Linked DNA regions of Gossypium hirsutum: regions 2 and 3 are each linked to region 1. A link is a contact called in public Hi-C data. All regions are on one chromosome and are shown on one strand. Each heading gives the region's core, a stretch centred on a gene start, on an enhancer-like site or on the middle of the called end of the contact. The rest is flanking DNA. Distances are from core to core; before and after follow the strand shown.

Evidence for each region. A called contact is a pair of places that touch in the nucleus more often than the background predicts.
Region 2: a Hi-C map of leaf shows a contact between it and region 1, with 1.7 times the contacts expected there. The contact joins the promoter of LOC107912453 here to the promoter of LOC107912527 in region 1. A contact is called at or near these places in 7 of 34 Hi-C or Micro-C datasets (hypocotyl, leaf and seedling).
Region 3: a contact with region 1 is called in a Hi-C map of leaf, with 1.9 times the contacts expected there. The contact joins the promoter of LOC107912481 here to the promoter of LOC107912527 in region 1. A contact is called at or near these places in 13 of 34 Hi-C or Micro-C datasets (anther, callus, hypocotyl and 2 more).

Annotation. Positions count from the first base shown.
Region 1 is chrD08:23,911,862-23,915,575 of Gossypium_hirsutum_v2.1, forward strand. LOC107912527 (DAR GTPase 2, mitochondrial) reads right to left here and starts at 1,854. Exons shown (of 8, transcript XM_016840739.2): 1 at 950-1,854; 2 at 764-868. The coding sequence starts at 1,120.
Region 2 is chrD08:23,669,785-23,673,498 of Gossypium_hirsutum_v2.1, forward strand. It overlaps LOC107912453 (N-alpha-acetyltransferase 35, NatC auxiliary subunit), which reads right to left and starts at 1,827. Exons shown (of 16, transcript XM_016840641.2): 1 at 1,462-1,827; 2 at 915-982; 3 at 87-242. The coding sequence starts at 1,588.
Region 3 is chrD08:23,755,603-23,759,316 of Gossypium_hirsutum_v2.1, forward strand. LOC107912481 (actin-related protein 2/3 complex subunit 3) reads right to left here and starts at 2,086. Exons shown (of 8, transcript XR_005917237.1): 1 at 1,918-2,086; 2 at 1,400-1,481; 3 at 1,176-1,284; 4 at 818-1,087; 5 at 159-252.

The sequences.
Region 1 (3,714 bases), core at 604-3,103:
ACAAAGTTGTTACAATAAGTTAATCAAACATTAGCTCCATTAAAAACTATCAACAATCCAACTTTAATATATGAGTTAAGGATATGTAATTTACATTTTAATTTTTTTTAATTTCGCATCAAATGACTACTCTTTTTTTTTTTTAAAAAAACCTTATCTTAAATAAAAAAATTAAAATCTTAAAGTATTGACTTTTATTTTATAAATATTCTAAAATGTTCACCTATCTACAGCTGTGCAAAGTATTTAGGTAAAATAATCATGAAACAATTTGTACTAGAAGTTTGAATTGTATTTTGACTCATATGCTAAAAAAATGAATAAGTTAGTTTTTTACATTAAATCAAATAATAAACTGATCATTTTATTAAAAATTTGATCATTTTATTAAAAATTTTATTCATTTTATGGTTAAAATTTATTCATTGTACGTCAACAGCAGGGTGTACCACACATATCATTATCTAGTTATTTTATTAGTGACACTAACTTTTAACAATAGAAATGATATTTTTAAAAGAAATAATCAATTTGGTTTTTGATTAACCTATAGGGACTAACATACTAATTTTTCAGTAGATGAAGTAAAATGCAATTTACTCCAGCTCTTCCACGACACTTTTACCCAAGTATTTACTATGGTTTTATGTGAATTCTCCAACTGAAATGGACTTTATGACATAATAATACTAGTACAGAAACAGTGGAATTTGGAATCGAAATGAAAGGCAAATAAAAAAGAAACACAGAAACAAATAGCAACCTTTACTTGTGTTTGGTCTGCGAGGTCTATCTTGTTCATCACAACAATTCGTTTAGAAAGAGCGGGGAAGTCTCTCAACAGCTCATTTTCAGATGATAAAGGAATCTGTAAGGTTAATGCAGTCAACAAATTTATTTATAAGTTTCATCTTGCAAGAAAGAATCATGGAAAATAAAAGAAGCATACCCTGGCGTCTCTGATCTCAGCTACGAGATCGACCAATGGAAGTCGTTGAGCAATGGCACCTGAGGCCGCAGCCATGTGGAGGTCGTACCATCCTTTATTTCTACTTGCTGCTTTCTTCACTGCAATCACTATTTTCCTTGTTATTCTACTCGCAGTACTAGCTGTTGCCATTAGTAAATTGGCGATTTGTTTTTTACTACTACCGGTGAATGAGTATATAAATTAGGGTTTATGGTTTATGTAGAAGTCACGGTAGGATAATTGGAGCTTGTTCAGGCATAAAATCAAACATGTTGAGAGCAATGTGGCTGTCTCCTGAATTACGTCCGAAACGAAAATAAATCTATCAAAGGAAATAGCGAATCAATGTCCGGGAAACGAAAATTTTTGAGGGAAATAGAAGAAATGAAGTGAAAAATGGGTGAGCAGTGTAAGGAAGGTGAAGAATATTTGAAAGCTTCAAAAGCCGAACAAAATTAATTCGGATAGTCACAGCCCATTTACATGTGGGCTATAAACCAGCTATAATCTCACTTTCCCAGACACTGAAGAAGCAAAGCATGCTTCAACATCAGAGAAAAAGAAATTATGCATGGTTTATAGTTCTACAGACCATGATATCACTAATCATATTGCAGCCTCCAACCAAATGGTGCTTGATTCTAAGGTGGTTCACACGGATGTGCCAATAGGTTATGGAGGTTTAGAGATTATAAAACCATTTTAGTGGAGTTACCGTGGGGGAATAGAACTTACATGTAGCAAGAGGAGCTGAGACTGGATTTTACTCTCCACTAAAAAAAATTTGTATAGATCAGATTATTTCTATTTAAAATTTCATTCTTACTAAAAAAACTAAAAATAAAAGCGAATATAATTGACATAAAAATTATCCTAATTTTTACAAGCAAACCTCATAAGTAGGAATCTCTTTTACATAAAAAAATAAACTATTTTTATGACTCATATAAAGACAAATATATTTTTTGACTCATATTTTTATACCTACTTTTTTGACTTATACTTTTTCATAAGAAACAAGCCTACTTTCTTGACTCATATAAAAAACATAGCGAAACATCACATCTAATTTATGACTTATATAACAAACATAATGAAACATCACGTCTAATCACTTTCATAGCCTATGCTGACATCAGAAGTGACGTTCAGTTCTTCTATCATCTTTGTTTTTTCTTCTTTAACTCTGTAGCACTTTATCTCCGTCTGTTCAATCTGTTGTTCAAGACCATCACTTGAATTGTAAAAATTGTCTTCTTCATTCATAAGTGATGTCTTTTCCTGCGAATTAGTCCAAGCTGGCTTATTTTGAATGGCATTACTAGAAAACCATGGATAGTCTTGTGACCATTATTTTGGATCTGGTATGTTTGACTGGTATTCTTCTAATGCCTTCTTCAACTGTTCTTAATAAGGTGTTGGTGGCTCAATTTTATATCCCATGGTGCTAATACATCTCCTGGAGGCCATATGTCTGCTGGAATAGTTCTATTTACTTGGCACAAATATTTTTGTAAATCATTATAATTATAAGGATTTGAACTAACCTCTGAAAAATATGTCTTGTGTATCCAGGCACTAGGGAATGACCCTAATTGTGTTGATGGACCATTCTGCATAAAATACTGAGGCTTGTAAAAAATAATCACAATATATTGTGCCCTTGTATCTTTGAGTTATTCTCTCATGATCATGTCAACCCATTGTTCTAAAAGGTAAAACCATTTTTAAAAAATCGCTAAATTCTTCATCTCCGGACTAATTTCATCTTGGGCAGCCATAGCCAGAAAATGTAAAATATCTTCAATGAAGAATTCTACCCCAATATGAAACAGGTGTGTCAAATACCACATCATCCATTTTAATTCATCAAGGAATTCAGTGAATTGAATTTTAAGTGGATGAATGAATGGATATTCTTCCTGAAGTTCCAATGGTTTAAGAAATAGCCCACTAAAATCTCGAAAGATACTCAGCTGATAAGAAAGCATTATATTTCTGGCCTCTTTGTGGAATCTTTTTTTCCATAATTATACTCAACACTTCTGGAGGATGTTTTGGGTGAGAATTTGGAAGGTAAGGTATAGAAAAAGAAACAGGCGGAGGTTGAGTTTTCTTGGATTTTGATGATGAAGGCATTATCATGAAATTTTCAAAGGGTCTAGATAGAATATCAGCAAGAACATTGGTTTTTCTTTAATGTGTTTAACATCAAAAGAATATTTGGAAAACCATTATGACTATCTTAACAGTTAAGGATAGGGTATATCTTCTTGTTTGAATTTTAGCATTTTAGGAAATGAGGACATGTCCATTTCAACAAGAAAGTGATTTCCTATAAGATGAAATTCAAATTTAGATATATCTTTCTTTACTGCAATGATTTCTTTGAAAGTGGAGCGATGGATCTCAGCATTAGTGAATATTCCACTTTTAAAGCCACATAGCTGTCTTTTTCCATTTCTTTCTTCAAAAAGTACAGCTCCCCAGTATTTATCACTTTTTTCTGTCTGCAAGATTGTCTTCTGATGAAATCTGTAAAGGTGGCAAATTCTGTAGCTCTTCTTTCAACTGTTTGACCGCTTGAGTTTGTCTGGCATTCCATGGAGGAGAATTTTTTTCCAACATTTTTCTTAAAGGATTTGTAAATTTAGAGGTTTTTGGAATAAAATCTCTGAGGTAATTTACAATTCCTAAGAATTGTTGAACTTGCTTCTTGGATAAATTTTCAACTGAAAATTTTT
Region 2 (3,714 bases), core at 577-3,076, 240 kb before region 1:
TAACCAAAACAGTCATACATGTGCACTATATGTGTGTATATATATATATAGAGAGAGAGAGAGGGAGAGTATACACAAGATAGTACCTCACAAGCTAGAAGATGGTCCATGATATCAATGGTGCAGCGGACATCAATGGTGCTGTCAAGGCTGATAGGAATAGGAGCAGCACCATTTTCAATGGCCTCATCAATAGAATAATATGTACAAACAATACCTGAATCCATCTTTGGATCCATTATCTAACAAAAAAAAATTGTCAGCGAAGGCCAAAAAGCTAATTTAGTTCAAACGTAGAAAACATATATAGGGAAAACTTAAAGTAGCAAGAAAAATAAAGTCTTTTTTTTTTTTGAAAGAAAGAACTTTTACAAGTACTGTATAATTACAAGTGTACATGTCCGAGGAACTACAAAGTAGAATCAAACCATTACAACACACAAACTGACAAAGAACAAGAAATAATCCAAACTAAAACCCACACATGCGCAATTGCACATGGAAGGACTCAAACCTGGGTACTCAGGACCCAAGGCCTCAACCTTTGCCACTATTGTCAAGGCTTTACTGGCAATAAAATAAAATAAAGTCAATTTAATACATATTAAATGGAGGTATTTTTTTGTTTATGTCAGATTTATGTTAGTAAAGACATCACTTGATGTTTGAGAATAGGATCAAGCATTCAAGTGTCTAAGTGACCATTGCAACAGACCCTCATTTGGAAATATGTTAATAGCTCAAACACTGACAATGTACAAATCAAGTTGTAAAAGCATAAATGGCAGAGAAAAGTAAACCTAAAAAGAAAACAAAAGATCAATTATCATCTTAACTAAGATAATGATAACTTCCAAGAAAATTACAAAAGATCAATTATCATTCAATAACCAAGAAGTATCAAGTATCAACACCTCTAAAGCAGACATGGCAGCAAAAAGGTTGAAATTGTCCCCATGAATGAGCTCTCCATCTCTAAGACCTGTGATCACCAAGCATTGCTGAATAGCTAAGTGATAAAGCGAAACCCAGAAATAAAAAAAAACTAAACAAATAAGGTCTTAATCATCACATGAATGCACCCACATTTTCTCTCTATATTTGGCATAGCTTCACAACAGCAATGATAAGATTTATAGTTACTTAAAGAAAAACTATGATTCGATAATAATTTTCTTGCTTTGGGTGATCATAAATAAAAGGGAGAAAGCCATAGCTTTCATAAAGTTAATACCTTCTCTTTCCCCTATTTATTTTCTCTACTACAAAAAAACAATAACTTTCCACACTTCAGTTACCAAAGAAACTGAAAAATTTTACTCAACAAGCAATAGGGTTTAGGGATTCGCTGTTAGATCTCCTAATCAAATATAAAAAGGAAATGGTTTTCCTTTTTTGACTTTTATTTTCCCGAGAACCAAACAGAGGTTTAAGGGGGGAGAAAAGAGGGAGAAATAGAACCTGCACAGGCGGCTTGAAGGAGAGGCGAAGCGTCGGCCCAGACAGTGGTGTCGCTGGCGGGAATCGAGGCAAGCTTGGGTGGTTGGCCGTCGATGGAGGCTTCTTCATAAACTGGCTTATCAGCCATTAGGTTATTGAGTTGAAAAGTTTTGAACAGCTGAGGATCTCAAGCAGTGAGCGAGCGAGGTTGAGGTTGACGATGGTGTTTTCTTTTCAGTCTTGGCTTTACAGTGCCAGTTGCCACAACAAACCTCGTAAAACCAACAGAGCTGAGAGAGGGTTTAGGGCATCTTCTGGGTCGGGCCGGGTCCCCCCTCGCTCCATATCAACCTTTTCTCAACCCAACAATTCTTTTCTCTCTTTCTTTATGAAATAGAAATACTTTTTTTTATTTTTTATAATAAAAAATAGAGGGATAATAGCAAAATTTACCTCTGTACATTAACGAAATTGTCAATGTAGTACCTACATTTTTAATTTATTATCTTGATACCTGTACTTTTCTTCAGTCTATCATTGTGTACTCGGATCTAACATTGGTAGTTTCTGACATAATATGACACGTGAACAATCAATAAAGAGACACGTGGCAGTGGGCCACAAACAAAAGCAAAACAGTCACGAAAGACAGAAAGAGGGACTTGATAGAAATTTTACCTTTCATTTTTTTAGGTTAAAATTATTAATAAATAAAAAAATAAGAACCCCATCTTCACTCTCCTGCTCTAGATTCTTTTACTTAATAGAAAAATTATTTTCAAACTAAAAATACAATTCATCTGCACAAACCCAGAAAGCAAAATAATTGATAAAAGTCCAAACTCAAATTTAATTTGTATAGAATATGTACAAAATTTGTTTACATACAATAACTCCTTCAAACCTGAACACTGATATCCTAAAATTCATTTGTGATTTTGTGAAACCTTATACATGATTTGAAACCCAAGTCCTAATTCTAGATCAAATTTCCTAAACCTTAAAACTTGAAAAAAAAAACTAAAAATCTTAGAACCCTATATTTCAAAATCAAAGCAAAATCCCTACAGAGCAAAGAATTGGAGCAGCAGTTGTTCTTTTAAGTGCTCAGCAGCGATTATGGAAGATTTGAGGCGATGAAGACTGCATTGCACAAGGAATATGATTGCTCTCTAGATTCCGAGCAAGGATCGGTTTGAGATGGGCCTAGTACGACGCTCGCTTACCCTTGGTGGCTTTCGTAGATGGGTCTTCCATGGAAGACGAAGGGGATTTAGATGGCAACAAATGGACAGTGGAAGCCATTTTTGAGTCATAAAGGTGTTTGGGATTGATTGAAGTTATTTTTGAGTTATAAAAATGCTGAGTTATGAAGATTGAAGACATAGCTTGAGGAAGTTCAAAACAAAAAACTTAGCTTAAGATAGGATAGGGAGACAAAGAGACTTTACTTTTTTAGCTTTAAAAGGTTTCTGAATTTATTGATTGTCTTACAATTTTTTTTTGTTGGTATCATTACTCTTTCGTGTATCTTATAAATTTTTAATAATATATTTATTTTATTTATTCTTTTAATGGGCCAATTTACATATATATATATACCATTCTCTAAAAATTTATCGATTTATATTATTTTTGGAGAGAGAAAAAATGTATTTTCACTGATCTACTAAGAACAACACGCTATATAGGACGCGTTTTCTTCTCTTTCCTAAAAATGTGACATATGTGGCGTGTTTTATTTGGCAGATCAATAAAAGAGCACCCTGTAGGACACGTTTTATGTGCAACAATAACATTTGCCAACGGGCAAAAAATCCAAACCGCTACTTTTTTCCTATATAAACCCTTCAATTCTCTTTTTTTTTTCAATTCAACTTTCAATTTTCACAATTTGATTCTCAATTTATTGTTCTGAATTTGTTATTCTCAATTGTCAATTCTCAATTTATTATCCTAAATTCCCAATTCCTGAATTTTTTTAAAAAATTATTGTATAAATCCTTTGATTTTATCTTATTCGATGGCATATTAGTTTATTCATTTAGATGACAATCACATCTCAGGCGTTCAATTACAAATGGTAAGAAAATATTATTTAATAATTTAATTCTAATCCATTAATTATATGATGTTAAGAAATTTTTATTAAATTATTTAATTTTAAATACTTATTTATTGTTCAAATTATTGATTTTTATGTTATATACTTAGGTCGAAGATTAAATTTTGGATATGTACATAAATAACTTAAGTGAAGATGCATCAGAGGTC
Region 3 (3,714 bases), core at 836-3,335, 160 kb before region 1:
AGGAAGTGATGAAATGTACATGTTAATTGTTTTACAGGCATTTCAAAACATATAATATTTGGTAGGCTTTTGCATTCTACTTTTGATTCAATATACAACGTTTTTCATTTCATGGAATAATTATATTCATAAATTTTCTTTTCGCAAAAGCTAACCACCATTTATTTGGAGTTCCATTGGGCCTATACGCGACACTCAACAGTCTCCCACTCGTTTCTTCTCTGATTTGCTTCAGATAATTCCTAAGTAGTTCTGCATTTAAGAAAGCAATGAATTATATGGTACCAAGTTATCAAAAATTTGGTACTTGAAGTGGTTAATGTAACATCAGAAAGGATCAAGAATTTGCTGTAGCAGACAGAAATGAAAAGTTTTACAAAAATATTCCAAGCATTGCAAACCTCCTACAACACTTGCAGCATACTGATAGACAAAGCAATATCCGAAAAAACAACAGACAACATTTTCATGTTGACCAAAAGTGAGGATTTTTAAACTACTTGATCCTTCAAGTTAAGATGAGCATAAGCCACAAAGTCAAGAAGGATTGCATCACATGTTATACGAAACAATAACTGGAAAGTAGAAAGTACATTTTATTTGCATAATTCTCAATATTCCATGCAAAAACAAGTCGATCTATAGTTGCCCGAAGACAAGAAAAAGATTTAAGTACAAAGAGGCAGCTAGCTAACTAAAAGGGTTCAGTACAACTCACTACGATGCTTGGAACATGCTTCACAAGTACCCAATACTTCAGTAATCAATGTCACATATATGATATATCAAATGAAAAAGAAGATAGTAAGAGATTTACCTGCTTCCTTTTGAGACTGTGGGAGCACAAAGAGCCCCGGAAAAGGAAAACCAGATTCTCCAGGTACGGGAACTTTTTCCAAGCCTAAGTTAATGATTGCCTTGGTCCCTTCAGCCAAGGTCCTACAGCCCTCAAGCCTCTTCAAAGCCACATTTATGTAGAAAGTCAAATATATAAGGAGCTTATCTGCAGGGCTCTTAACATCAAAGTTTCTAAAGAACACATTGGCACGAAAGAATGTGATCGCTTCATCAACAATATCAGTTTTACCTGCAAAATACCATCTTGAATTACCAACTCAAAAATTAAGGAAGAATATAATATTGAGAACTACCTAATGAAGGTTATATAATCCAACCTTGATCTGAAACAGGAGCAGGACCCTTTATATGGCTTTTCAAAGGAAGTAAAGGGAAGCCACAAGCTTTAGTAATTCCTTCCTCACCAACAAAACTAGAGTGATAAACCTGGCATTTAATAACGAATTCTAAATGAATGAACCAAAAAATCATATTTAGAACTCTGGTGAACTACATGCACAATCTAGCAGTGGAAGGGGAGGTAAGAGATTAATTCAAATACCATTTTCCTTGATTTCTTTTCCCAAACAACCAAACGAGGCAATCAGATTTTCCCTCAAAAGAAAGAGGGCAACCAAATGTTTCTGCAAAGAACAACAGTAAAACACAAAATTACAATAAGTATGACTTTTTACACTAAAGTAAGAAATTCCCTATCCACAATATATAAGAATTAAAGAAAAAAACATATGAAATACTCAATTCAGATAGTTGCTTTACATGGAAGTGAGCAAGACCTGAGATCCGAAAAATATAACCTAAACCCATCAAATCACAGACGCCATTAAATGAAAAATCAAGGCAAACCCATTATAGTAAGAAGAAATTCATTCAATTCTGTATGAGCAAAGAGAAACGTTTAAGGGTAGATAAAAGGGGGGAGGGGGAATATAGCAACAAAAGTTCCTAACAAAAATTTTGTGGTTGATCTTGACCAATAGGGTGTTGATCAATACAATCATAAGTTGGAAACCGGGGGGCGGGGGGGGGGGGACAAAAGAAAAAGATGGAGCAACTTACTGCCAACAAATGCTTTTCATCTAAACGGGCGAGACCAAGTTTCAACAGCAATCTCTGGCTTTGCTTGATTTCTTTGAGCTAAAACCATTTAACTCTGTCTCTTGATCCTCTACTGCTACCATAAGAATTGAGATTGAAGATTAAACGACAAAGCCCAGGCGAAGATTGAAATACAAAAGGAATGGCCCATATGATCAAACAAAGAAGACATAAGGCCCACCTCTGTCATCAGTACACCACTTATAAGATTCCCAAAACTAGGGGCTTTGTAAAAATTGGGTCAAATCGGTTTCCTAATCTCAAATTATTGGTTTACAGTGGAGTTAATCGAATTTAAAATACCTATCATTTTAATATATTTTTAAAATCAAATTCAATAGACCTAAATATACATTTAAACACAAACCCAACTAAAAATTAAACCCAATAGACTTAAACTAAACCCAATTATACAAATTAAAATATTAATAAAAACTTTATTAGATAATATCCAAAAAAAAACCCCTAAACTATTATATCTTGTTTAAATAAGATCTTGTACTATTTTTTTTACTGAAATAAGTATCTATCCTATTATTTTTACTCATGAAAGTCCTTTATTTTAATATTAAATTAAAAAGGTATTTTTAAATTAAAAACTTAATTTATTAATGTGACTTTGATGAAAATAGTTTATTAATAAAAATAAAAAATATTTTTTGAAAGTAAAATAAAATAAAATTTTAAAATTTATTGAAAGTGCTTATATAAATATCATAATTAACCACTCTTTTGAAAAATCTATATATACATATCGCAATTAATACTTTTAAAAAAAAATCAATTTACTTGTTAAAGTTTTATGTTGATGTTAAAGTGTATATAATTTTTATTGCATCAACAAAAAATTAAATTAAGAGTTTGAAATTCAAAATACTTTTACTTTAACATTATAATCAATGACTTTTATATGTAAATATCAAAAGTTAAGGATTTATTTAACTATAAAAAAATAGTTTAAGGGTTTATTTAAACAAAATATATAATTTGAGGAGCCAAATTTATTTTTCATACATTTTCAAATTTCTTGTTTTTTTTTGAAAACTTAACCTCCTATTTTTTTGATAAAATATTTTAAAATGAAAAACTCTAACTTTTTTGAGATTTTTTAAATAGATATCTAAAATAAATATCAAATATAAAAACTTTCTAACATATAAATATAATCTATACAAAATAAAAATTTATATTCATCCTAAATAGTATTGACAACACAATAAGAAAAAGAGAAATAAAACCCTAACCTACGTCACATCTATTTAAATAACCCATTATCGCTTTAAAATAAAAAGAGAAAAAAAAGAAACATCATTCCAAAGCTAATCATGTCACATAGGATTTGCATTGAGAAATATGACTTTATTTTCTATCAATTCAATAGATTCCAATATTAAAGAATGGGAGATTAGTTTCTAGATAAAAGTAAGGGAATTATTCAGTAAAAGTTTCAACCAAAAGAAATAAACCTCTTTATTTTCTAAAAAGAAAGTCATTTATCGACGGTAAAAAATCTGTTGATAAATACACAAAACTTGTCAGTATAACACCATGTATCCTATACTGATGGAAGAAAATGCTACCCTGACAAAATTGCAACCACTAGGAAAAAGGATAATCGGTATAGAGTTATCCTTATGGAAACTATTCAGAGATATACACTTTTACCTTATAACTATGGAATGATCCATCAATAAAAGTAGTGTTAGCAACTTCTCCTAACCCTTTATACATATCTTCACCAACTGTCACTAACCATCA